Linked DNA regions of Sus scrofa: regions 1, 2, 3, 4, 6 and 7 are each linked to region 5. The links are chromatin contacts, called in public Hi-C, HiChIP or PLAC-seq and promoter capture Hi-C maps. All regions are on one chromosome and are shown on one strand. Each heading gives the region's core, a stretch centred on a gene start, on an enhancer-like site or on the middle of the called end of the contact. The rest is flanking DNA. Distances are from core to core; before and after follow the strand shown. Region 1 overlaps RAD51B (DNA repair protein RAD51 homolog 2). Region 2 overlaps RAD51B (DNA repair protein RAD51 homolog 2). Region 3 overlaps RAD51B (DNA repair protein RAD51 homolog 2). Region 4 overlaps RAD51B (DNA repair protein RAD51 homolog 2). Region 5 overlaps LOC100513604 (a long non-coding RNA gene). Region 6 overlaps RAD51B (DNA repair protein RAD51 homolog 2). Region 7 holds the start of RAD51B (DNA repair protein RAD51 homolog 2).

What was found. Promoter capture Hi-C pulls out the DNA fragments that hold promoters and counts their contacts. Hi-C and Micro-C count contacts between places; a contact is called where the count stands out from the background. HiChIP or PLAC-seq counts read pairs in DNA pulled down with a chosen protein or histone mark.
Region 1: a Hi-C map of liver shows a contact between it and region 5, with 2.5 times the contacts expected there. The contact joins two enhancer-like sites. A contact is called at or near these places in 1 of 5 promoter capture datasets (liver), 26 of 47 Hi-C or Micro-C datasets (adipose tissue, alveolar macrophages, blood and 15 more) and 2 of 2 datasets of contacts at active chromatin or transcription factors (alveolar macrophages and skeletal muscle).
Region 2: a contact with region 5 is called in an H3K27ac HiChIP or PLAC-seq map of alveolar macrophages. The contact joins two enhancer-like sites. A contact is called at or near these places in 1 of 47 Hi-C or Micro-C datasets (embryonic fibroblasts) and 2 of 2 datasets of contacts at active chromatin or transcription factors (alveolar macrophages and skeletal muscle).
Region 3: a promoter capture Hi-C map of liver shows a contact between it and region 5, with 5 times the contacts expected there. The contact joins two enhancer-like sites. A contact is called at or near these places in 1 of 5 promoter capture datasets (liver), 8 of 47 Hi-C or Micro-C datasets (embryonic fibroblasts, epiblast stem cells, fetal skeletal muscle and 3 more) and 2 of 2 datasets of contacts at active chromatin or transcription factors (alveolar macrophages and skeletal muscle).
Region 4: a contact with region 5 is called in a Hi-C map of mesenteric adipose tissue, with 2.9 times the contacts expected there. The contact joins two enhancer-like sites. A contact is called at or near these places in 13 of 47 Hi-C or Micro-C datasets (alveolar macrophages, embryonic fibroblasts, fetal heart ventricle and 9 more) and 1 of 2 datasets of contacts at active chromatin or transcription factors (skeletal muscle).
Region 6: a contact with region 5 is called in an H3K27ac HiChIP or PLAC-seq map of alveolar macrophages. The contact joins two enhancer-like sites. A contact is called at or near these places in 1 of 47 Hi-C or Micro-C datasets (embryonic fibroblasts) and 2 of 2 datasets of contacts at active chromatin or transcription factors (alveolar macrophages and skeletal muscle).
Region 7: a contact with region 5 is called in an H3K27ac HiChIP or PLAC-seq map of alveolar macrophages. The contact joins the promoter of RAD51B here to the enhancer-like site in region 5. A contact is called at or near these places in 11 of 47 Hi-C or Micro-C datasets (alveolar macrophages, embryonic fibroblasts, mesenchymal stem cells and 7 more) and 2 of 2 datasets of contacts at active chromatin or transcription factors (alveolar macrophages and skeletal muscle).

The regions. Positions count from the first base shown.
Region 1 is chr7:91,674,258-91,676,957 of Sscrofa11.1, reverse strand. The region is part of intron 8 of RAD51B (DNA repair protein RAD51 homolog 2); the gene reads right to left. Among named protein-coding and RNA genes, the nearest start is that of RAD51B, 83 kb to the right of the region's middle. Within about 2 kb of position 1,392, at least 25 of the 83 cell types and tissues checked have an H3K27ac peak or open chromatin away from gene starts, as enhancers often do. A contact at or near this core is called in fetal skeletal muscle, liver, omental adipose tissue and 1 more, where this site is marked.
Region 2 is chr7:91,761,578-91,764,277 of Sscrofa11.1, reverse strand. All of the region lies in intron 8 of RAD51B (DNA repair protein RAD51 homolog 2), which reads right to left. Among named protein-coding and RNA genes, the nearest start is that of RAD51B, 170 kb to the right of the region's middle. Within about 2 kb of position 1,402, at least 1 of the 83 cell types and tissues checked has an H3K27ac peak or open chromatin away from gene starts, as enhancers often do. A contact at or near this core is called in alveolar macrophages, where this site is marked.
Region 3 is chr7:91,861,520-91,864,219 of Sscrofa11.1, reverse strand. All of the region lies in intron 8 of RAD51B (DNA repair protein RAD51 homolog 2), which reads right to left. Among named protein-coding and RNA genes, the nearest start is that of RAD51B, 270 kb to the right of the region's middle. Within about 2 kb of position 1,304, at least 22 of the 83 cell types and tissues checked have an H3K27ac peak or open chromatin away from gene starts, as enhancers often do. A contact at or near this core is called in fetal skeletal muscle and liver, where this site is marked.
Region 4 is chr7:91,789,799-91,792,498 of Sscrofa11.1, reverse strand. All of the region lies in intron 8 of RAD51B (DNA repair protein RAD51 homolog 2), which reads right to left. Among named protein-coding and RNA genes, the nearest start is that of RAD51B, 200 kb to the right of the region's middle. Within about 2 kb of position 1,393, at least 1 of the 83 cell types and tissues checked has an H3K27ac peak or open chromatin away from gene starts, as enhancers often do. A contact at or near this core is called in mesenteric adipose tissue, where this site is marked.
Region 5 is chr7:92,514,529-92,517,228 of Sscrofa11.1, reverse strand. It overlaps LOC100513604 (a long non-coding RNA gene), which reads left to right. Exons shown (of 2, transcript XR_002345988.1): 2 at 1-725. Among named protein-coding and RNA genes, the nearest start is that of ZFP36L1, 20 kb to the right of the region's middle. Within about 2 kb of position 1,323, at least 42 of the 83 cell types and tissues checked have an H3K27ac peak or open chromatin away from gene starts, as enhancers often do. A contact at or near this core is called in alveolar macrophages, fetal skeletal muscle, liver and 4 more, where this site is marked.
Region 6 is chr7:91,921,876-91,924,575 of Sscrofa11.1, reverse strand. All of the region lies in intron 8 of RAD51B (DNA repair protein RAD51 homolog 2), which reads right to left. Among named protein-coding and RNA genes, the nearest start is that of RAD51B, 330 kb to the right of the region's middle. Within about 2 kb of position 1,370, at least 38 of the 83 cell types and tissues checked have an H3K27ac peak or open chromatin away from gene starts, as enhancers often do. A contact at or near this core is called in alveolar macrophages, where this site is marked.
Region 7 is chr7:91,591,019-91,593,718 of Sscrofa11.1, reverse strand. RAD51B (DNA repair protein RAD51 homolog 2) reads right to left here and starts at 1,306. Exons shown (of 12, transcript XM_021099935.1): 1 at 1,230-1,306.

The DNA.
Region 1 (2,700 bases), core at 143-2,642, 840 kb after region 5:
CCACATCCTCATGGATAAGAGTCAGGTTTGTTACCATTGTGGTTTACGATGGAAACTCCCTATTTTTGCATTTTCTCATTGATAATTTTCCCCAGAAAATTTTGAAGCAACAAAAGAAAATTAGTTTCGCCTCTTTAACTTATATTTAAAATTTATCGAGTTTGATCATTCATCTTACTCCCATACTTTGTTCTAAGTGACCAGTGGCTACACAAAAAAATCTAAAATAACCTAAAAAATAAAGACATGCCACCCTAGAAAACAGTCGGAAGGAGGAGCTATCCCCGCCCCCCCAAAAAAGTGCATAAAATGACTATATAATCTTCCATGACCATTTGAGGGAAACAGCATTTATTTGGCTATACCACTGCTGGCATTAGCAAAGAAACTTTGACATCACTTGGAAATTACTACTATCCCCACAGTAGTTTTCCTCTTCTATATATCAAAATGTTCTTTGTCCTAAATCTTCCTTTCACAAGAAGAATCAAAGCCAAGTCCTTTATAGGGGATGCCACAGTCTTCCTCTTGGAAGACCTGGCAGTCTTTGTAACTTCAATGTACTGGTGTTATTCCTGCTACTTCACATAAACCTTCACTTCAAGTTTGGTGTGTCTGCTACCACATTGCCCAATTCTTCCACTCTTCCAAATACTATGAAGAAGCTTCCCAGAAATCCCTGTTTGGATCAGCAAAAACAATTTGGTGTCATCAGCAGATTTCACCATTTCCGTTTGGAGTCATTAAAACATTAAACAAGCATGATCTTGGTATCAATCCTTGGAGTCCTACTATTAACCTCTCTCCAGCTTGAAGCCAAGCCATTCTCTGCTATGTTGTGATTCCCATCAGAGGATCGAGATGTGTTTATTTGCTAAAAGTTTAAACTTTGATGGATATTTTTTAACTGAAAGTTGCAAAATGCGTTACGAAAGTAAAGGGGAAAAGTTCCCAAAGGAAAGGCCAAAGAAACCAGCAAAGAGAAACAGCTTCTACTTGAGCAGTCTTATCCAAGCACTCAAACCACTTCATATTCAACTGATTCTAAAACCTCAACTGAATTTCGACTTTTGCCCTCCAACTATTTACTTCTTTTATAATCATAGGAGAAGCCTTATTAAGCACATTTGAAAATTCTCTATCAGATATAACTAGCAGGTCTAACTACTTTATTAGCTCTTTCCCCTTTTTATTACAATTGAAGGGGAAAAAGCAAACAGTCCTTACTCGGAAAGTGAAAAAGCAAACAGCTTCCTCCTCAATTGGGTCTGTGCTCTAAGAGAAATCATTCTTTCTTTTATTCAAGTGCAAATCTGTTTGAAGCTTTCATTCTGCTTTCCCAGCCTGCTCTCTGCAGCTGCATAAAAGATGAGACATGGGAATGAAAGAAAACTAGGTTGGAGCCAAAAAGCAATACTGTCCATATGCAAACTCACTCATCGAGCAGCAAGGCTTCTGTACATCCCATCTCACTTTTTCCATTCCAGCAGAATCCTAGCCAAAAGGAGGTACTGTACTATACCTGTCCAATCCTATTTGAAACAACATCTCAAAGGTAATCAGGGGATAGACAGGGTTACTAGACGCCCGCCCTTCCTCAGTCCTGATACAGCCCCTGAAGTGTTCTTAGGATCAACCTTTAGCTCTAAACTGAATGGATTGGGGCAGGATCAAGGGAATGAAGGGAAAGACCTTCACAGGTCATCATCATCTTATCATCTTAAGATGCTTATGGTGCAAGAGAGTGGCAGAGGCACAGCACAGTAAGCAGAATTTACTTCACCTATCTTAGCTCATGCAAAATCAAGGCCAAAATCTCCTCCTCCCCCCAAAAAGCTAAATCTGCTATACACTTTAAGAAAGTCTGGCAGCCCCTTAGCCTCCTTGCAAGGGTGTCAGGTAACCTTAATCCCAGCAATCTACTCAGGCCAGCAGTAAAACACACAACTGAAAAAATTCACATCAAAATCAAACTCTGCTGGGATCAGAAGGGTATTCTCATGGTTTTTCACTCAGATGTCATTATAACTCCACGTTATTTTTAATACTGTTCTTTGGATTTTGCCCCACACAGAATTCCCAAGTCACAAGAGGATCATGAACAATGTCCAGATGTATAAAATGCAAAAGTACTTCCCTCCTACTTGTGGATTCCAAGATAAACACCATAAGAAGCACGTGTGACTAAACTCAGAGCCCATTCCAAATTAAATACTGCATCATGTGCACAGTGTAGGACTTAAAAAACAAAACTGCATAAATATTCTACACGGTTCATAAGCCAGACTTGGGCAAGCACATGACCACATTGCAAAAAGGAAACATGAATTGGGGAGTAGGGGTAAAGGGTGAGAAAAGTCTCAGTCACAGCCTTTCCCAGAAAATCGGTGCTATTTTCAGTTAACACTTGTATAATATGGGACATAGATGAAAGAAGAATATTTTTCTTTGTTTCTTTTTTCCTACTGATGGCTTTCAATTCTAAAACCACCCAGCAAATAGGAAAACCCTTCCAGTATTTCAAAATCCCTAGCACAAACATCCCATGCACAAACATCATTAAATACACACACACACACACACACACACACACACACACACGCACAAGTAATGAATACTTAAATGTCTGGCTGGCCAGTGCAGACAGAATCCTTTTGACCTATAAACTGGGTTCTAGACAGAGTACATGGAACCTTGGGG
Region 2 (2,700 bases), core at 153-2,652, 750 kb after region 5:
ACTAAAAAAAAAGGAACAAAAGCTCCCTCAAGCTTCATTATCAAGCAGCAAGCAGTCAAATGGTTGGTGGTCATATTAGAAGGCAAGGAAAACTAATGTATAGTGATCCATTTGTACCTCAGATTTTAAAAAGACAAAAACTCTTCCTTAAGGATGACAAAAACATAATCAGTATCAACTACGTTCGATAATGAAGCTTTCATAAATAACTGTAAACGGAATTCCCGTCGTGGCAGAGCGGAAACAAATCTGACTAGGAACCATGAGGTTGCGTGTTCAATCCCTGGCCTCGATCGGTGGGTTAAGGATCCAGCACTGCTGTGAGCTGTGGTGTAGGTTGCAGACGCAGCTAAGATCTGGCCTTGCGGTGGCTCTGGTGTACGCCGGCAGCTACAGCTCTGATTGGACTCCTAGCCGGGGAACCTCCATATACCGCAGATGTGGCCCTAAAAAAAAGACAAAAGACAAAAAAATTAAAAAATAACCGTAAAGAAGATGCATCTTAGCCAGCAGGTTCTCTTCACCCAGATCTTTCCAGAGCGTCTATTCTTCCCTGTCAGGGATGACTTAGCCCCATCGGCTACTTAGGCTCAAGGTTGATGGGGAAGGAGAGGATTATCAACCCATCAATAGGGTCCCCCTTTGCTGTCTCCATGTGTGCAACAGCCGGTGAGGGGCTGTGAAGGGTCAAAAAGGTTTTAAGCCATAGCCCTCTGCCCTCCTAATGCTTTCTATTTAGCTTGTTGGAGAACAAGACAGTTCAGTGGGCTTCACTATATTTTTGACTGAACCATTAGAAGACTACATGATTTAGACTCAACTTTTAGTTGAAAAACTTTGCAAAATTGTCCATGAAAATGTCATCCAAATATAGCTGGGAGACTGAATGAAAATTGGCAGCCGTGCTGATGTTAAGTGGCTTTTTACACTCACAAGCATCCAAATGGAGGGGAAAAAAATTCCTGTTTGTAGTACCGAATTAAAAACAAACATTAAAAGATTTTAAAATGAGGAAATGTGTGAAGATAGAAAAATAAGAGCATGTGTTGAAAAGGAGTCTTATTAGTTTCCACATCTACTTATGTTTAAAGATACAGTCAAAGCAAAATACAGGAATACCATATGCAGCTCTAAACGCTACCAAATGTTGTGACATAGGGTGGGTTTCTCCTCGCTACATTAATTAACAACAACTTTTAACAAAATTTTGCTGAGTGTCTACCATCGGTCAGGCACTCTATTAGAGACACAGTGATGAACAGGACATGGCTCCTGCCTTGAGGGATCTTGAGAGGAGAAAGGAGCTATCATGTAACAAACACCACGACCAAAGGATAATTACGGAACAGACCACGCCTGCAGGAAGGCCCATTAGAGGAAGTAAAATTTAGGTTGAGAACAGAAGGCTAAGCAAGAAAGAGGGATGATGAAAGAGGCCATGGAACAGTATGTGAAACTGCTCAGAGGCAAGAAAGAGCTGAAGCAAATGAAAAGAAATTAAATTCAACAGGGCTAGGGCATGGACGAGGGGAACCACAGTACAAATTAAGCCAAAGAGATAAGTAGGACTTGATCCAGAAGGGTTCTGCTCTAAGGTCAATAAAAAGTCACTGGCATGTCTAGAAAGGGGAATACAATTCTCAGCTTTGCATTTTTAGAAGATCACTCAATCTACAGTGTGGAATACAGAATAGCATGGTACCAGCAAGCATCATCACAATCTTGTGAGAGTCAATAGCTCTTTGGACTGGAGTGGTGGCATCTAAGGAAAAAGAGATGTGGAAAAATTGAGGAAATTTTCTTTTTTTTTTCTTTTTTTTTTTTTTTTACTTTTTAGGGCTGCACCCATGGCCTATGGAGGTTCCAATCAGAGCCACTGCCACCAGCCTACACCACAGCCTCAGCAACACAGGATCCAAGCCGAATCTGCAACCTACACCACAGCTCACGGCAACGCCGGATCCTTAACCCACTGAGTGAGGCCACGGATCAAACCCACTGGCCTCATGGATGCTAGTCTGGTTCGTTCACCGCTGAACCACGACGGGAACTCTGAAATGTTTAGAATTCCACTTCGTGGTGGAAGGAAGAAGAAGAAGGGGACAAAGCTACCTCTCAGGTCTTTGACTTGAACCACTGCAAGCTGAAGTCACTGTAGGCAGAACAGGCTTGGAGAGGCTAAGCAATAATAACGAGATTAGGATTAGGATTGGGAATAAAATCTGAAACATTTTGGAAGCCAGGGTGAAGTGGGTTCAAAACGAGTAGTAGGTAAAAACTGGGGAAGAGCTGTGATGAGGAAGAGAAAAAGAGAGAACTAAGTATATCATTTAAATACAATATTATTTATTTATTTATTTATTTATTTATTTATTTATTTTTGCTTTTTAGGGCCGCACTCTCGGCATATGGCGGTTTCCAGCCTAGGGGTCTAATTGGAGTTACAGCTGCCAGCCTACACCACAGCCACAGCAACATCAGATCCGAGCCTCATCTGCGACCTACACCACAGCTCACGGCAACACCAGATCCTTAACCCACTGAGCGAGGCCAGGGATCAAACCTGCAACCTCATGGTTCCTAGTTCGGATTTGTTTCCGCAGCACCATGACGGGAACTCCAACCACAATAATTTTTTAAAGTGAGCTTAATAAATTTAGGAACCGGAAGAAAGGAAGTTCGTTATAATACAAAGACCTT
Region 3 (2,700 bases), core at 55-2,554, 650 kb after region 5:
ATCGTCAGTTGTACAAAATACAAAAAAACTACTTCTTCGCTCAAGAGTAAATAAAAAACATTTAATGAAAACCTAATGTATGTAAGTCAGTAGACTGGGCCCGTGAAGGGGATGCAAGTGGACAATACAGGATAGATGTGAGACGACAGGGATAAGCAATACTGATGATGATGAAGTGTCCCTAACTTTGCTGGTGTGGAGAAACGCTCGGAGAATGATTAAACAGGAAGGCAAATTTTAGGTCATGCAGAGCTCTTGCCAGAAAGCTTTAAAAAAAAATGATAAGGTTATAATAGGCCAGAATTTTCAAGAATACAGAAGAAGTCAAACACCAGTTCTTAAAGGTAAATTCTTTTATAATCTCCTCACTTATTAAACTGTGGTAGATTCAATCTCAGGGAGAGGACATGATATTAGGGAAGAGCTAACTCTCAACGGTAGATCACAGGGCACATGTACTCATAGTAGAACTTCTGTAGGAAATGAGGGAAACAACGCAGTCCCAGTACCATCTAATAGTTCTCCTGAGTTTACAGACTTCAGTTGATTGCTCTAAAATTTATCAACCTTGACGCTCTGCCCTTAAGGGCCAAGAATCTCTGGCTGTTATGCCTCGAGTGGAATAAGACTCCTGGGGAAATTCTTTTGCTACCGCAATTATTTCGGCGTGGTTCTGAGCGGGGAGTCCCAGTGCTTGCCAACTTCCTCTGGTTTGATCCCATCTGGATGAACCCAAAATATAGCAAAGCAGCACCTTCTACTTCCTGGTTGTCTTCGATGGTCCAACAGTCTCCCCAAATCATACCTACATTTATTTTTAAGAAACTGCTGTCCTAAGGCTTTGAATCTAATATACAACAGTAGGTAAGAATAGGCCCAAGGAATATCCATTCCATTCCCCACAACTGCTTCACTCTCTTCCACTTTCACCTTACTGAAAAAGCAATCAAGAAATGTGTTTACAGCTTCTTTGTATCTAACCACAGTTATGGACCAAATTATGTGAACTTGAAAGTGCCTCAGCAATGAAGAGTTCCATAAGGAGGAAAGCATATAGCGCCTCTTTCTAGTCGTACTTAACTTCTGTCTAAAATCTAAGCCAAAGCTCTTTCTCCCAAGCCTTCTCTTTATTAAAAAACAGCAAAATTCTTTCTGTCTAGTTTCTCAAGGTCTTTCCATCCACTTCAAGCTTTAAGTGCATTCCAGTCAGGCAACGACATCTATGCAAGCTGAGAGGCCCTCAACTGAAATTCCCCTGAATCACTCCTTCTGAAGCTTCCAAACTCTCCTTTGTTGCTTCTGGCCTTTGCTAATTCAGTCTTAGCTTTTGCTGCCTAACTCACTCCTCCTCCGCATGCTATTGGGTTCAACAGTGTAGTTCTGCTTCCTTTTAACAGGACGATCTTGGGCCCCTTTATGTTACACATAACTTCAACCTGTCCTCCAAAGAAGTGCACGTAATTTCACATGGAAGCTGTTCAACACACAGTTCAATGAGTTTCAGAACACCACTAGATAGTCTCAAAACTATGAATTTAGCATTCTATATAGATTATAGTCTAGATTTATATCCTAGTGTTTGGCTACATAAAAACCAGGGACCAGACCCAAGGACACTCCAGATGTCTTCCTAGGGTGAGGTCAACTTTCACAAAAATTTTTGGACAAGATACACTGCAGCTAAGTACAGATGAAAGCCATAAGGGAAAGGGAAATACATGAATCACTGTCATGGTATAAATAACTTTCAGGAATTCATTTCCAGACAACTCACTCCATTCATACTTTAATGCTAAATTTATGAGAGTACTATTGAATCAGAGAAGCTCATGATCGCCAATTATAAAATACCTATTTTAAATTACTATTCAAATGTATGACATAACATTTCCCTATGATCAGCAGATTTTTACAAAACTAAAAATCTGTTGAACACAATGTGTATACCAGGCACATTATACAGATTATATAATACAGTACTCGTAGTAACCTTCAAGTACTATTGTTATTATTCTCATATACAGAGGAAGAAACAAGAGTCCCGAAAAGCTGTAGTTACTTGTGCGATTTACCCTGCCAGTAGGTGGCAGAACAAGATATTCAAACCCAAATCTGCCTGATTCCCAAACTGCCCGTTCCAGTAAGATGCACTCCCTGTCTGTTGAAGTAGTTATTCCTAGTCTAGTGCTTTGGAAAATTCCTGACACATGGCGTCTGGAGTAGTATAGTGGAAAAACACCACGAACCTAATCTCTGGCAGGTACCTGACCTTGGCCTAAGCCTGTTCCTTTTGCAGGCTTTTTCTTACCTATAAAATGAAGTTTGGGTAGTTAACATCTAAGGGCCCTTCCAGCACCAATGCTTTATCAAACTGTGATTCTATGAATTACAGACAATGCAAAAAATGTGGACTGAGGGAGAGGATGAGTGACAGAAGAGTTAATTAGGCATTAGAAACAGTGTAGCCAACTAAGTCCAGGATGGAGAAAAATAGGCAGAAATGAAAAAAACCTATAGCTTTGTATTATTATAGTCCCAACATGAACAAAAGGACTTTATACAGTACATATAAAGTTAAACAGGATCCTATCATCAAAGAACTTTATCAAACAGACTTGCCTATTTGATTTTTTTTTTTTTCTTTTTAGGGCCACAGCTGCAGCATATGGAAGCTCCCAGGCTAGAGGTCGAATTGGAGCT
Region 4 (2,700 bases), core at 144-2,643, 720 kb after region 5:
AAAAGGGGAATTTTGCTGATCTAAAAATTGCTACCATGTTTTCTCATCTTTCTTTCTTTGATCATGTCTTCCCTCTGCCTGGAATACATTCTCTTCATTGCTAACTCCTGAAATCAGACCCATTTTCTAAGAGAACAGCTAAATGCCCCCCTTTCCACAGAGCCTTTTCTGATCCTCCCGGAGTGATTTGTTTTTCCTTTTCCTTTGAACTTTGGGAATGCTTACCCCAACTTCTATCCCACCTTCAATATGTAAACTTTATCAGTTCTTTGCGAACCTCTCTTATCTTCCCTTCCAGATCTTAAGATCCCGGAGGGTGGAAATCAGGGTTTCTCAGACGCTCCCTGAGTGCACAGTACTTTGGTCTGCACCTACAAGGCATTCTCACAATGCTAAATGAGTATGCCTGCCATGTGAGTAAACAAAATATATTAAATCACCTTTGTGCCACAGTCTAATGCTTTTTCTATTTTTTGCTATCTTCTTTCTTTTAGGAACATGCTATACATTGCCTGAAGAATTAATCATCTGAAAATATTAATGTTATGCCTCACATCAGATGTGAATTCAAAATTCTCTATTATCACTCTTGTCTTAAATGCTTTCCCCTTAATTAAACACCAAACCCTCCTACCCTGTTGGTGGGAATGTAGGTTGGTGCTGCCACTATGCAGTCAAATGCTATACCACTGGGCTATACGCTGACTGGTGCAGCCACTATGGAAAACAGTATGGAGGTTCCTTAAAAAACTAAAAATATTATCCAAGAATCCCACTCCTGGGCATATATCCGGGAGACAAAACTCTAATTCAAAAAGATACATGCACCCCACTGTTCAGAGCAGCACTATTTACAATCGCCAAGACATGGAAACAACCCAACTGCCCTTCAGTAGACAACTGGCTTAAGACATGGAATGTGGAAACAACAGAATATTGCTCAGCCATAAAAAACATTAAATACTGCCATTTACAGGACTTGAATGGATCTAGAAAATATTACACTTAATGAAGACAGATAAAGACAAATATTGTGTGCCATCAGTTACATATGGAATATAAAAAATACAAATGAATCTACATACAAAACTCATAGACACAGAAAACAAGAAAAACACACATATATTTATCTGTGTATGTATATATATATATATATGCATATATAACTGAATCACTTTGTTACACATCTAATCTTAACACGATATCAATTATACTTTCAAAAAAAAATCTAGGATGGGATTGTTTTGGATTTGGAGTGGGCTCTACAGCCAGAGACCAGTGCCCTTATAAAAGAAAGGAGAGGGAAATCTGAAACATAGAAAGACAGGGAGCAGGCAGAGGTCAGCAAGATTGGAGCTATGAAGCTACAAGCCAAGGAATGCCAAGGACTGCCAGCTGTCACTAGAAGCTAGGAGCAAACCATGGAATTGAGTTTCTCTCAGAGCTTCCAGAAGGAAATCAAGCCTCCCAACACACTGATTTTGAAATTCTGGACTCTAGAACTGTGAGAAAATAAATTTCTGTTATTTTAAGCCAAAAAAAAAAAAATACACTATTATCTTTCTAGAAAAATAGAAAATCAGGAATGCTAACTTAAAAGCTTTGGGGAGTAAGGCAAAGCATAGAATTAAATACCTTTTCCTGGAATAATAAAAGCACACTAAATTATTAAAAAGGAAAAAAGAAAATCAGGAAAAGTGAAAAGAATTTTTAAAATTACATCTATTATTATATCCAGAAGAAAGTCTAACATTTTTCTGTATTCCCTTCCATATTTCATGTCAGGCATTATCAACACAGTTTAAGACCTCAACTGTATGTACAATTTTGCAAAATGTCCCCTTAATTATGTGTCCTCATACCATTACAAATTCTTTGCAAACATGATATCCTTTCCTGTAACTGAATAATCATTCTAATTCTCGTAACATCACGTTGTTTTCAAATTTCACTATTTTAACTATGACAATGAATGCTTTTCTACATTTCTGATTATTCTTTTGGAATATACTGCAAGTCAACAGATTGATTTCGCCCGCTCAAAGGAAGGAATGTTATTTAGAAAATAACATACATTAGATTATTATAAAAATTGCACATGATCTCCAAAAAAATTTAATACAGAAAATGTAAAATAAAAATCACTTACAAGTCTTCTCTCTCAAATATTTGAAATAGTGTGTGTGGTTTATTTTCCTCTCTTATTTAATAATCACTATAGCAGAAACATTTTAAAATATTAAAATTTTACAAACACTTTAATGACTTCATAATACTATATAACATTATATAAATACACAATAACATATTTAATCACTGAAATATTTGGATTGTTTTCTATTTTTAACTTTAAATAATAATGCAGTAAGTATCTTTACATACAAATCTTTAAATATGCATGTATAATTACTTCTTTAAGATAGACTGATAGACTTTCTGTTAATGGAATCCTGATGTCCACAAACTTCCTTTTTCTTTTCTTTTTTAATTTCAAAAACTCCTCATATTATGACACCAAGTTATATTTCAGAAAAGTCGTACCTCTATCTCAATTAGACGTCTACGAGTGTGCCCATAACATACAACGTATTAGGCATCATCTTTAAACAAAAAAATAAATAAATGTTTTAAGCATGCCTTCTAAATATAAGATTTTATTATTTTATATTAACAAACTATTAACACAAATCTATTAATCTT
Region 5 (2,700 bases), core at 74-2,573:
GTGGTCATCAGGTGTTTGGGGCAAGCTGAGCGCCTGGATCCCAGACAAGCGTGTATCCAAGTGTCCTATGGTGTTGCTCACAGCATGCAGTGCAGCTTCTTCACAGGCTGCCAGTCTCCAAGCCGGGTCAAGGACAAGCAGGCTGGAGCAGAATCCAAGTAGTCACCCCTTTCAGGCCCTCTCCACGTGAGGACTTTGCCATTCAAGGAGCCAGAGGACTTGCTGGGCCCGCTGCCCCTGTGGTCTTATACCTGATCTGGTTCATACATTGATCTTGGCTCTCTGTGATTGGGTACTTCTCAGCTTCCAGAATATTCTTGCTTCTAAATATCAGCCCTTCAAGGTCCAGCTTAAATATCAGCTCCACCAGGAAGCCTTCCTCCATACTCCCCTCTTTGTTTTCAGCAGCGCCTGTCTTTTCCGTCCCTGCCCACCTGTAGTGCCAGTTGGCCTCTGCTGTGGAACTCTCCTCTTTTCTTCTCTGCACCCTCCCCCCACTGAATTGTGGGCACCTGGAGGGTGGGGACAGTGTGACGGTGGTCTTTGCATCCCCCATGGTGCCTTGCACAAGTGGGTCATTCCAGAAAGGGTGGTTGCAAGAGAATCATGAAATTATTGAATGGGTTTTGGTGTTGTAAACAACTTCCCAAACATTTTGAACCTTGAGCAAAGAAACATGTAATGGTGTTTTCTTAAGCCCTGTCATGGAATCCTTTTGTGTGTTTAATTGCTTTGTTATTTTTAATGGAAACGTCTGGGTGCCATAGGAACAAAAACCATGGGTCCAAGCTCTACCAAGGGGACGAACCACAGGGCTCCACACTGTGTGGCCTTGGGGTCGGAGCCTGTGACATGGGATGGCAGGCAGCAGGCCAGTCCCCAAGGAGCAGCCAGCCAAGGAAGGCCTGTGCCTCTGGCTGGGTTTGAGGTCATGATTTCAGGCTGAGATCTCAGGATGAGGTAGAAAAGAAGGTGCCTGGAGAGTCTTGGAGAAGGCCAAAGCTCAAGGAAGACTCTTTTTTTTCTTTTCCTTTTAAAAGAAAAAGCCAGCGTGCCCCATGAAGGACTCCAGAAAACCCCTTTCATGCCTCACTCACAGATGATTTGCTGAAGGCTCATTAAGGGGAAAACAAAGAGGTGGTTTTGTTTATTTATTTAAGAGGAAAAATAAATGAGCTGTGACAAAACAATTTGAAATCAGGCCCCTCTGAGACCTGGGCTTTCACTTCCTTGATGGGAAGTAAAACAGAGAATCGAATCCCCCTCCAAATAAAAGTGAAGTTAATAATCAGACAGCTCGAGCCCTGGCCACATCCTGTGGCAGCTCCCTCCCTCCCTCGGCTCACTGTTTATAGCTGCAGAGCCGCCCTCGGGAGCCCAAAGTGGCTTAACTCTTTCCTCCCCATCCCTCTGCATCCCAGGGAAGCCCAGCGCTGCTCTGAGGCTGGCAGGCTCCTCACACCCTCTGGTGCAGGCCTGGCCTCTGCAAGCTGGCCTTCCCCAGGCCTGCCCAGGGACAGGGGGCTGGAGAGGGGGTGTGCTGTCCCTACAGGACGGCCAGCCTGCCTCTCAGCCTCTGGCTGAAGAGTTTTAACAAGCCCAGCTTAGATCTGAGTGGTGTCTTCTGCTTGTCCTGCACAAAACCCACAGTGGGCTCAGGAGGGCTGGACTGGGTACCTCCTTCCTGCTCCACCTCTCCAGGGACACCCTAGTGAAACCCACTCCAGACACAGGGCCTCTGCTCCAGGCAGCCTCCACAGCCCGATGGGCTCTGTGAACTGCATTCTGATGGAAAGAAGCCCAGACCTTTGGGGCTTTGGGCTGTGCTGTGAGCAGCGCTCTGCCTGGTTCTAAGCTGCGGTCTACGAACATTTGAACATGTGAAGGCCTTTTCTTCAAATGCTTTCCCACACTGTAACTCACTGCTCTTGGAAGCAGTTGTTACCCTCATTTTACAGAACAGGAAATGGGGGCACAGAGGGTTAAGTACCTGCCCGGTGTCACAGAGCTGGTAAATAGCTGAGCTGGGATTTGAACCCAAGCATTGTGGCTCCAAAGCCACGGCTCCTAGCCCAGCACTCAAGGTCTCCCCACAGAGACTGCTTTCTCCCCTGGAGCTGGGGGTGGGGGGCTTTCTGCAAGCTTGGAATAATCCCACACTTGGATTTCAAAGGTCCCCAAGCCTAAGGACTTTTGAGAACCTTAGAACTTTGTCTTGGGCTCCCCCACCCCGCTTTCTGTTTCTTGCTTGGGATGAAGGCACAGAAAACATGCCCAGGGGTTCAGTGGGTGGTGGAATGAGCAGATGTGCAGCAGGCGAGGACGAGACAAACCTTTCATCTGCTTGGGAGGAGGTTCTAGAGCAAGAACCCAAAGAAAGTAGACCTGGACTCCTCTCCAGTCCCTGCCAGCCCTGTAGCCTGTGGGTCCCTCACCTGAAGTCACACTGGCTTCCGGCTGAAGCTTGTCTTGCAGGAAGCTACTCACAGTTGCCTGTGGGCAAGTGGCAAAAACTTATGAGCTGGCTCAGTGGGCAGTCTGCCTCTCTGGGGTCTCTCCCTCTGCATGCCCTGGCTACTTAGCTTTGTTTTTGGAAGCATGTCTGTTGCCAAGTCCCCTTTGGTGGGTGCCTCTGACCCTGGAGGGTGTATTGTGCTGCCCCCTGGTGTCTGGAGGCCATCATGCCTGCTCTACTGCTTA
Region 6 (2,700 bases), core at 121-2,620, 590 kb after region 5:
AAAAGGCAATATGATCAGAGAGAAGAGAAAGAAAAAGGATTATTAACTCATTCTTTGTATAGCCCTGGGTTATTTTGTTTTAAAACACATGCAGTACTTTCATGGTTAAAAACTCCAAAACAGTTTGAAAAATAAAAGTTACCTAGTCCAATAACATAAATCCTCTCTACAATATACCCTCACTGGTTGTCTAGCTTACTTTTAAATAACCCCAGTAATGGAAACTCACAGACTCTTGAGGCAACTTTGGACAGCACTATGAGAACAATGTTTAGAGTTCTGATGGCTCAGTGGTAATGAACCAAACTAGTATCCATGAGGATGCAGGGTTCAATTCCTGGCTCTACTCAGTGGGTTAAGGATCCAGTGTTGCCTTGAGCTAGCCACTAGGGATCTGTACGTCGCAGACATGGCTCAGATCCCTAGTGGCTGTGGCTTTGCCATAGGCTGGCAGCTGCAGCTCCAATTCAACCCCTAGCCTGGGAACTTCCATATGCCACAGGTGTGGCCATTAAAAAAAGGCGGCAACAACAACAAGTCTTCACATTATTAACTCAAAATCAGTCTCTGCGTAGCTTCCCCCCATGACCTTAGTTCTATCTCTTGGGCCCCAAAAGACACCCCTCATCCTGCTTCCCCTTAGATACTAAGAGGCCTAACACCAGCTTAGACACTAGGCAAAGCATAACCCTACGTGCATGGCTTTTCTTCTGGGCTAAATATTTTCTAGGATTTATGAGAAGGATGCTGGAAGATGACAGAGAGACACATGCACTTTTTCAAGATGATGGTTCCTGAGATTGAGCCAGAACACCTTGGCCCCTCAATAGTCTTGTCATAGAAGAGTTTACTGCCTTGTTTTAACACTCCCACTTAGAGAAGAAAGCAGGTAGCCAGGCACTCGTGCGGGCTCTAAACATGGAAAACGTCCTGCACACAGGCAGTCAGGCCCCTAGACTAAAAATGGAAGCAGCCCTATATGCAAACAAATCAGAGCTTGGCATTGGCTGAGGAGGGCAGGAGAAAGGGCCAAAGAGAATGTTCTGGGCTGGGCCACTTGTTGATGTTAGACATTCCTACCTAGGAAATGCACCCTGAGCAATGCTTTCATTCTGACCACAGTGCATTAGTCAGATACACAGGCTTCTCAGAGGCAAGATCGAGGAAGACGATGCAAATTTTCAAGTGTGGGAACATTACTGACACGGAACAAGTTTGAGAACTTGAAAGTGAAAGTCACTGGAAAGAGTTTGTTGGTAAAGAATAGAATATGAAAATGAAACAATATTTTAAATGGAGCACACTTCCCATGGCCTTTCATTTCACTCTGTGACTCAAACTGGGAGTTTCTGGGCCATGCAGAATCCTGTTTGGTCAAGTGACCTGCCTACTCTTTTCTGACGGACCTTAGCATAAATATCTGGGGAATTACTCAGTCCACGTCATTGTGATAACGATTACAAGCACATCTGCTTGCTTCTGCAGAGTGCTGTGGAGGTTACAAAGCACTTGCCTGAATATTTTCTCATTTTGCCCTCACACAAACTCTGTGAGGTGGAGATTATTGTCTGTTACAGGTAGGGAGCTGCTTCATGTTCAGGAGGGTTTTATTGTTTGTTTGTCTTGTCTTGTTTTGTTTTATTTTGTCTTGATTTGTTTTCTATGACACTACAGCCGTCAGGACTGCTACCACAGTCCACCCAGTCTTAACCAACTGCAACCAAGACACACCTAAGCATCACCCCACCACCCTTAACTAGCCCAAGGCCTAGTCATCCGAGCGAGCAAGCCCAGGGCTTCGCGTCAACATACACTATGCTGAGTTATCATCCCTAATATCTTTAAAGCAAAACACCCCCGGACAAGACTGTGTTTGCGGCAGTGCTCACCCTCGGGCCCTGGTGTCCTTGATAAGGCAACACAGATACTGGATCACTTTTTATCCGCTTCAGGAAGGACAAATAAACCACTGTGGCTCCATTGTTACCTGGTCTCAACTTTTCCCCGCTATAGAACTAAAGATATTCCTAGAGTGTGTTTCACTCAGATGAATACAGCCTGATGAAATTTCACTGCCAAATAAGGAGAAAGATCATGTGCTACATTCCCTGGAGCTGTATTATAGCCTGGCAAGCAGCTTCCTGCAATACCCATTTTAAAAGATTAGCAGGAGGAAGAAAACCAAGGTTACAATAAAAGAGTCATTACTAAAAGTTCTCAGGATAATTCCTTTCTTTGAAGCCTAAACACACAGCAAGCATCTTCTAACACGATGGTAGTAGTTACAGCAGGAGTATTCAAAGGGCAGGGGAGCCCTGAGGGTATTGAGTATTTTTCCGTCATTTTCTCCACGGTAGATTTAAAGGAGACTCTCACATTTTTTCAGACCGAAATCATCTCTCTCCTTGTCCTCACTTCAGTTCTTTCAAATGCTGAAGAGCAATGAAATGAAGGAGACAGAAAAACCTGTTTCGGTGCGCTTGGAAAACCTTGCGTTTTTGAAGGGAATCTTCAGGGGAGGGACCACTTGCCCTGAGGGAGAACCAGTGAAGCTCTGAAAACACAAGACCCTGGAAACCAGAGAGGCCACCCATCAGAGACCACTCAGAGATGGTCAGCAGCGGTTGCTGCACACTCGGCCACTCCCCTGAGCTCAGGAAGGACGACCAGCAGTTCTCCAGTGCCCTGTGCACCTCACAG
Region 7 (2,700 bases), core at 57-2,556, 920 kb after region 5:
ATTTGCTCCAATCCTGTTACTCTCATCCTTTAAAACTGCCCATGGTTCCCTGAGACCACAAGATAAATTCCACACTTCTTAATGATGGCCTAAAGAGTCTTCATAAACTGGTCCCTCACTTCCCTCTCATTCCTATTTCAGAGTGCAAGGCCCAAACCCTGGCATTTCTTGCAAAGTCACTTGCTTCCCAACATCTTAGTTTCCTCATCTGAAAAACAAGCACAATTCAAATATCTGCTCCACAGGAATGCAATGAAGGTTAAAGGATGTGGATGGTGCATGGCATGTGGAGACCAAGGCTGAGTCATTATCAATTCCTTAAGCAAAACAGCAATTGCTGTCTCACCTGACCTGCCTTCCAGCCATAACATTGATAGGTTACACAAGCACCATTCTGCCTTCCTGACTTTCTTCCACAAAGACTTGCCACAACTTAGTCTCTTCCCCTCCAATGTTCTCATTCTACTGTGAGCACATTTGTCCAATAATCTTATTAACGTATTGTTATGGCTTGCATGCTTATTTCTTCAACCAGAAACTGAATTCCTGCTCTGCTTGTGCGTGCACGCGCATGTAAATGAGGGGGTGAAGGAAGACATTCAATCCTGGAAACTGAATCCTCTCATTTAAAAAAAAAAACCTCACGTTAGACGGTCAATGGAAACTGTGAATTAACAATAAGATATATTTCTTGAGCCCTTATTAGGCGCCATTGTAAACCCAGTTTACAGATTAAGAATAATGAGGCACTTAATTGAATCACTTGAGCAAATTCTAACAACTAGCACACGGTGGAGTCCGCGCATTCGAAACCAGGAATCTGACTGCAGATCCCATGCTATTAAATACCTCTTCTTCAACGTCACCTGAAGATAGGCAGAACACTAAACGTCCTTTAATGACGAGCTCCCCTACCTAGACCTCAAACTACCTGCAATTGCGAAGATGGATGGACATCAAGAAGCGAAATCATCATCCCAGAACCCCCTAAAAGAGCTGCTCCCAACAAGGTGCAGCTTCCCAGCATCGCTCACAAAAGAAGGCCGGACGCCTTCACATACGCGGCGGGTCTCAAGTTAAGATCCCTAAGGACCTAAGGGGGCGTGCCCTGTAGCCAAGAGTGACTCTCTGCTCCCCTAATAGGAACACCAGGGGTACAGAAAGCGAGCAGAAAATAATGACCGCACCCCACTTCCCCGAACCGCCCGCCACATGAAACTTTCCAGTACCGGGTCTGCAGCATCCAACTTTCAAAGTTTCCCCTACCCCTCACACAGTTCCCGGTGGAAAGTGACGCGAAGCAACAACCGAAATGCTGGTTGGGCCATCCGCCTGCCAAGCATCCAATCAAAGGTAGGCACAGGCCCAGGTCGACTCCGCTGCTTGCTGGGAATTGTAGTTCTATGAAATAAATCTACGAATCCCAATTTCCCAATACAGTGGTTATCAAAATCCGGTGGAGAGAGAGTTCCCTTGTGATGCAGAGGGATTAAGGATCCAGCATTGTCACTGCAGCGGCTCTAGTGGTTACTGTGGCGAGGATTCCATCCCTGGCCCAGGAACTTCCACCGTTGGGGGGCGGGGGGGGTGCGCGGAATCCAGTAGAGGGAACATCAGATCAGTAAGAAGAGTATGAAGACTGGAATTTTTCTTTTATTTCTTTTGTCACTACATATAAAAATTTGCATAATGGATCAAAGAGACGTTATTTTTCTGGGCGTAGATGAGAATCCTCCAATCATAGAAGAGATTTTGCAAAAGAGCCTTTGATTTGTTTCGGTTTACTTTTCCACCACTCTTTGGTGGTGAAATAGTTTGGAAAATGCTGAATGAAAATGCTCAAACCAAAAGCACGTAATGGGGAAATGTAAGAGTCTATAGTTGAAGAAAAACGTGAAGGAAACCAAATCAAAGGTTCAATGTAAAAGCAACTGTAATTAGGAAATCGTTACTTTTTAAGAGTCAGTTTCAGATTATTGTATTTGAGAGAGGCTTTTGCTCACTCTTTGCTCTCATCTCCTTTGTGCATACCTCTATCTTATAATTTAGCCCACTGCATCCTAATTATTGACCTGCACCCCTCACTAAACTTGTGAGCGCCTTGAGGACAGGGACCGCATCTTATTCAGCTTCTAAAGTAGGGCCAGGCACACATATCAATTAACAGTTGTCGGGTAAATGAGCAAATGAATGAAGTTAGGCAGAAGAAAATGGGAATTCAAAACGTAGGGTTCTGGGATTATAAGAGGGCCCAAGTGTTTGTTGCAATAATGGAGAAGGACTGGTTTCCCTGCTCTGAGTATCCCCAGGGCGTGGCAAAGCACTATCACAGGTTGGCGCTCAGTAAACGCTGAGTTCAAACTAGAAAGAAAAGAGAAGGAAAAAAAATCAAGGCATACAGCTATTCCTAACACTTGCTCCACCGAATGCAGAATGGAACCTGTCAAGCGGAATAGCTGTCAAAACTGTGAGGGATGGTCCTGAGCCAGGTGATAACCTCTTTCCTAGCTACCTAGCTTTCGCTAGTCGCTAGAGGTGGTGTCACGTGACCAAAACAAATATGGCGCTTTATTTGCATCTTTTCCCTCCATTGACCAATACGAGTAGGCAGTAGGCGTTGTCCTCGTCATTCCCGCCCCTCCCTTAACCTCCCGAACTGGATTTGTCACCTGACTCGGCTCAAACATGGCTGCGCTGGAA